2 separate regions of the Callithrix jacchus genome follow, and region 2 is linked to region 1. The links are chromatin contacts, called in public Hi-C maps. All regions are on one chromosome and are shown on one strand. The core of a region is the stretch at or near the end of the contact, and the rest is flanking DNA. Distances in the headings are between cores, read along the strand shown. Region 1 holds the start of LOC100398744 (uridylate-specific endoribonuclease). Region 2 has its middle 15 kb from the start of HDAC7.

Region 1 (2,865 bases), core at 351-2,850:
AAAAAAAAGAAAAAAGGCTGGGAGCGGTGGCCCATGCCTGTAATCCCAGCACTTTGGGAGGTTGAGGTGGGTAAATCAAGAGGTCAGGAGATCAAGACCATCCTGGCCAACATGGTGAAACCCCGTCTCTGCTAAAAATATAAAAATTAGCTGGGCATGGTGGTGTGCACCTGTAATCCCAGCTGCTTGGGAGGCTAAGACAGGAGAATTACCTGAACCCAGGAGTTGGAGTTTGCAGTGAGCTGAGATCATGCCACTGTACTCCAGCCTGGCAAAGAGTGAGACTTCCTCTCAAAAAAAAAAAAAATTGCACTTTTGATTTTGGTGTGAGCCCCTTGCAAAGGTTGCTTGCCCTAGGCTTATCCTTCTCACTACCTGAGTCCCTTTGTTTGGACTCATCTCTATACAGCAACAGGCTGCAGGGGTTCTCTTTAACCCACCAGCAGCTGTTCAACTTGGTGCCCGGGCAGGAAACCTCAAGATTAAAGTCTGAGAACTTGGAAGGAATTGTCAGATCCAACCCCTCATTTCAGATGAGAAGGCTGAAGACCTGTGAGAGGAAGAAACTTCTCCAGGTAAAGCACACTGGATGAAGCTGTGCTCCACCTCCAGCCTCTAGAAAAGAAATCACGGATGGAGTGGCCTCCACTGTTCCGCAGTTTTGCCTCTTTGTGTGATGGTCTTCTTCTCTGAGAGGGTTGAGAATCCCTATGCAGTGCTCTTTCTGGCAAGGTCATTGTACTTAGCAGATTTTATGTATATTATCAGGGAAAACTTGACAGTCACGGGGAGCTGCTCCTCTTCTTTTGGACTTGGGAACAACAGAACTTCACTGGGGAGGAGTTCCTGAGGAGAGGGGTGTAAGTGGGGGTGAAGGCAGTAAGACCCCGCGCTCCCAGGGGAGGAAGAGTGGGCCTTCAGTTGCATTTAAGAGGCCTCTTGCCCCTCCCCTGCCTCATAAGGAATCTGAAACAGGTAAACCCCAGAGACTGACTCAATTAGAGTCATTTGCATAATATTTTAGGGTGATTTAGCCATGCGAGGCCGCATGTGGCTGATTCAGCTATGCTGGGCTTTGTAATAAGAATTGCCCTGGTTCTAACCAACATGTCCTGTGTCTCTCTGTTCAAGGACCCGAACCCTTGCTGGGGCACTTACTGTTTGTTGAACTTTGGCCAATCACCTTACTGTGTGCCACGGTCATGCTAAGCACAGGAATTTGAAGATGAAGCCAACCTGTGGCCCCTTTGAAAGTCAGGTCTGAGGCTGGTAAGGAGCTATCTTTTTGGTAGAGATCACCCAAAGATAAGCCCATGGGTGTCCCTAGTTTGGAAAAATAACCCCCCAAACTGGACCCATCTTGCTGTACCTGCCTACATGACCTATTTTCTAGCTGCAGACAGCCAGCATTACCTGTTCTCAACATCTGGCATTACCTACCGGCTTCGTCACCTTCCCTCAGGCTTCAAACAGCTATAGGGCCCCACCTCCTATCCATCTAGGGCCCCTCCCTCCCCTTTTTCCTCCTGAAAGGATCTGGAGACACCAGATCCACAAGTCCTGGTGTCTTTAAAAGGATCAGCCCGAGGAATAAGGCTCATTTGAGAGCTGTGACATTTACCTGGCTCTAGTGAAAGTCCAACAGCCACTCCCCTTTTGGCTTCCAACTGGGCACCATGAGGTCCTGCATCCCCCTGGTATTGGCCGTGCTGTGCGGCCTGGCCTGGGCTGGTAAGTCACTCTCTGGCGGGCATGGGATTGCGCATGGGGAGGGATCTTGCCTAAAGAAGCAGAGAGTTGGGCCCGGCACGGTGGCTCAAGCCTGTAATCCCAGCACTTTGGGAGGCCGAGGCGGGTGGATCACGAGGTCAAGATATTGAGACCATCCTGGTCAACATGGTGAAACCCTGTCTCTACTAAAGATACAAAAAATTAGCTGGGCACGGTGGCGCGTGCCTGTAATCCCAGCTACTCGAGATGCTGAGGCAGGAGAATTGCCTGAACCCAGGAGGCGGAGATTGCAGCGAGCCGAGATCACGCCATTGCACTCCAGCCTGGGAAACAAGAGCGAAACTCCGTCTCAAAAAAAAAAAAAGCAGAGAGTTGGGAAACTTGGTAGAGGGCAGGGATGTGGGACAAGGGAGGATGAGCTCTGTCCTAAACCAGCAGAGCACTGTTGGGTTATCCTTGTCTAAGGGTGCAGGCATTGTTCCTGGAATCAAATGAACGATGTGGAGTGAATTGCAGAGTGGATGGACTGATTTCATGGAAGTCCTTTCTTCAAACCTTGGAGGATCAGCCCCAAACATCCCTTAGTCCAACCTGACTTTTGATGTCCCTAAGATTTTGTTGTCTGGGGCCACCATATGGTATAAAGCTAGGTTAGGGCCAGGGCCCATGGGGTCTGAGTGGCCTGGCTGCTCTTGGTCACTCCTTCCACTGCCTGGTGACAGGTGAGGTTGTCCAGGGTATGACCTTACTTTGGGTAGAGCCTTAGGAGGTGGGCATGCTTAGGAGGAAACCAAAAGGACCCTTGACCAGAAGGTGGGCGAGGTCCTATCTGGGGTTGTACAAGGGTCAGAGGAATGGATCTCTGTTGTGGGTAGATTTAATTCTGCAGTGTTAGCAGAATTAAAGAACAGAGAAGGGACCCGGCCCACAGTTATGAGAGTTGGAGTGGATGGGACTGGCAGAGGAACAGGACCACGTTCCTGTCTAGTACCTGTGCAAAAAGCTGGTATTGATGTGTTAATTGGTAGCCAGTGGGCAGGTGGAAAGGAGTGCCAAGGGGGGGGGGCGCTGAGCTGAGGAGTGTAGGGAGAATCCTCTGCCCAGAGGAGAAAGAACCCTTCCACTCACTGGGTC
Region 2 (2,976 bases), core at 21-2,520, 110 kb before region 1:
AGCCTCACTCCAAGTCTGGACAGACTCTAAGAACTAGACAGATCTGAGCCAAAGGTCACAGAGCCAGGGTTATTTGATCCAGGGGATGCACAGAGGGGTGGATCGAGTATCAGATTTCAAGCTGGATTGTTCTGCAAATTCTGTCCTAGCTGGACTCTGGGAAGGAAGGCATGGCCTCTGAGATACTGGCTGCTGAGGGGAGGAAGGCAGGAAGAAGCTCCCGGGAGCTCTAGGGATGTTGGGCAGAGCTCCCCTTGGACCTCCAGGCCTTGGTGCTAAATGGAGAAGTCACACATAGCCTGGTTGACAGTCTCTGTTCAGCTCCGGAGGGTCTCCCCACTGCACTCCTCACTTGCACACAGAAGCCACCGGGCCTCTGGAAAGGCCCGTGCCACCCTGAGCCAACCCTAAATCCTGGCTGGGTGTGGTGGCTCATGCCTGTAATCCCAACACTGTGGGAGGATCACTTGAAGCCAGGAGTTCAAGATTCAATACCAGCCTGGGCAACATCGTGAGATGGCACTTCTCCAACCAATTTTAAAAATAAATTAGCCAGGCCTGGTGGCATGTGCCTGTAGTCCTAGCTACCTGGTGGGGCCAAGGTGGGAGGACCACCTGAGCCCGGGACATTGAGGTTGCAATGAGCTGTGACCACACCACTGCACTCCAGCCTGGGCAATAGAGCGAGATCTTGTCTGAAAAAACAAGAACACCAAAACAGTGCTGCAGACACCTGTGAACATCTGTGGCAGCTGACATGTGGCTAGGGCCGAAGCAAGGGCAGGTGCCTCAGCCCCGACAGCTCCTGGCTACCATTTCCCCATTTGCCTGCTAGGCCAGCCAGACAGATGAAGCAGCCTTTCAGAAAGGGCTTGCTTCCCTGTGCCACCGGCCCAGCCTGGCAAGCACTGTGAGTCGCAGCTGAAGTGTGTCAGGGAAATACTCCTGGTATCCTTTCTGCTTCCTCCGCTTCCCCCAGCCCCTCTGATTTACATGTCTTTCCCTCTCCTACCCAGGAGCCCCTGGAGAGGGACAGGGAGGGGATTGTGGAGGCCCTGGGTGATAAAGTAGGGATGGGGAGAAGTGATAACGGGGGTGGGGGAGAAGCCGGCTGCACTTCCTCCCTGATAGGGACCCCACCCCAAGAGGCTCCTGCCTCCCCTGCATTCACAGGAAGGACTGGAGGTGGTAGAGGAGTGGATGGGGAGGGTGGTGGGCAGGATATCAGCGGCTTCTGCAATCCTTTGCCTTGGAAGATGACAGTTCATTGTTTTTTGTCCTTCGGTTGTTGGTTCATCAGCAAATACTTACCGCACTCCTCCTACCACTGCTGGCAGAGCTCTGGGCTGGGAGGGCAGCGGAGGCAGATCGAGCTCCGTAGCTCTCCTGGTCTCTCTCCACCCCACTCCTCAGCCTTGAGGGAAGCAAGGAGTGAATAAAAGATGAACTTTAGAGCAGGTCATCCGAATCCTGACTGTGTGACCTTGGGGGAAATGTGTGCTCTCTGAGCCTCGGCTTCCTCATCTGTGAATGGCAGTGTAGAGCTGGGGAAGATGACGGAAGGAAGGCTCGCAGCACACCGCAGGGCCCGGCGTGTCAGCTTAGCAGTGAAGAGCAGCAGTGGCATCTAGCAGGAGCAGGATTTGAACCCTGGCATCCCCCAAGTCACGGTGGGACGTGCTGGCCATTTCTCTCTCTCTTCTGTAAAGTGAAGAAGGCACTTACTTCACAGGTGTAAGGGCCTAGTGAGCTACTATGCAGCATTGAGAATTGCTCTTGGCACGGAGTTCGATGCTCAGTAAATGTGAGCCTTAATGACTGTAATTTTCATCATCTGGGGACCCTCTCCTCTAAACAGATAACCTCTAGGGCTGGGTGTGGTGGCTCACACCTGTAATCCCAGCACTTTGGGAGGCCAATATGGACAGATCACCTGAGGTTGGGAGTTCAAGACCAGCCTGACCAATACCTGTAAACCCAGCACTTTGGGAGGCTGAGGCGGGGAAACACCTGAGGTCAGGAGTTTGAGACCAGCCCAGCCAAAATGGAGAAACCCCGTTTCTACTCAAAATACAAAAACTCAGCCAGGCATGATGGCGCGTGCCTGTGATCCCAGGTACTTGGGAGGCTGAGGCAGGAGAATCGCTTGAACCTGGGAGGTGGAGGTTGCAGTGAGCCAAGATTGCGCCATTGCACTCCAGCCTGGACAACAAGAGTGAAACTCCATCTCAAAAAAAAATAATAAATAAATAAAATAAAAATAAAAGAGAAAACCTCTAAACCGATATCTTCTTCCTTACAAGCGGCTCCTTCAACACATTTTGAGTCAGGGATGGATAGAGGGGTAGACGGCATAGAAGCAGGGACTCACAGGTGGACCCCTCTTGTGAAAGGCCAAGCTGGCCCCCAACCCAGCTCCGAGGATGGCAGACACACTCCTGGCCCGGCCCATGGTGCCAACAGCCCGCTCGCTCCCCCAGCTCCACGGTGGTGTGGTGGTGGGTAGTGTGGAGGACCTGAGGTCCGCCCCATTATCTCCTCCTGCAAAGCCTCCTCCACCCGTTAACCCCCAACCGAGATTATAGAGCCTTAACTGTCTCCAACTGCTCTGATTCAGGGATAAGGCTGGACCTTCGAGCCCACCAGCCCTGCAGTGTTGAGGGGAAGCTGCATGCATCCCTGGGAGCTGGGGAGCTGGGGGGTGGGCCACTGCAGAGGCTGGGGGACACCCCTGCCCACCTGCCTGCCTGCCTCCAGAGCTTGAGGAGAAATGTGCTCCTCCTCTGGAGAGAGGCCTTCCTGGGTTCACTAAGGCTCTTCTCCCACTTCTGTCTTTCCTGTGTCTACCTCGCTGGCTCCAGGCTGCTTCTGCTGTTGCTACTTCTCTCTCAGGCTGCTCTTCCCCCACCCCCAGAGCCTCGAAGCTGCACACCTGGCTCCTCACATCAGATAACTCAACCACAGCAGCTCCCTCAC

Evidence for each region. A called contact is a pair of places that touch in the nucleus more often than the background predicts.
Region 2: a Hi-C map of induced pluripotent stem cells shows a contact between it and region 1, with 3 times the contacts expected there. The contact joins the enhancer-like site here to the promoter of LOC100398744 in region 1. A contact is called at or near these places in 3 of 3 Hi-C or Micro-C datasets (induced pluripotent stem cells and skeletal muscle).

What each region holds. Positions count from the first base shown.
Region 1 is chr9:2,016,425-2,019,289 of calJac240_pri, reverse strand. It overlaps LOC100398744 (uridylate-specific endoribonuclease), which reads left to right and starts at 1,600. Exons shown (of 9, transcript XM_054237897.2): 1 at 1,600-1,731. The coding sequence starts at 1,677. All of the region lies in intron 2 of LOC144577824, which reads right to left.
Region 2 is chr9:2,128,950-2,131,925 of calJac240_pri, reverse strand. No RefSeq gene overlaps it. Among named protein-coding and RNA genes, the nearest start is that of HDAC7, 15 kb to the right of the region's middle. Within about 2 kb of position 1,270, at least 3 of the 16 cell types and tissues checked have an H3K27ac peak or open chromatin away from gene starts, as enhancers often do. A contact at or near this core is called in skeletal muscle, where this site is marked.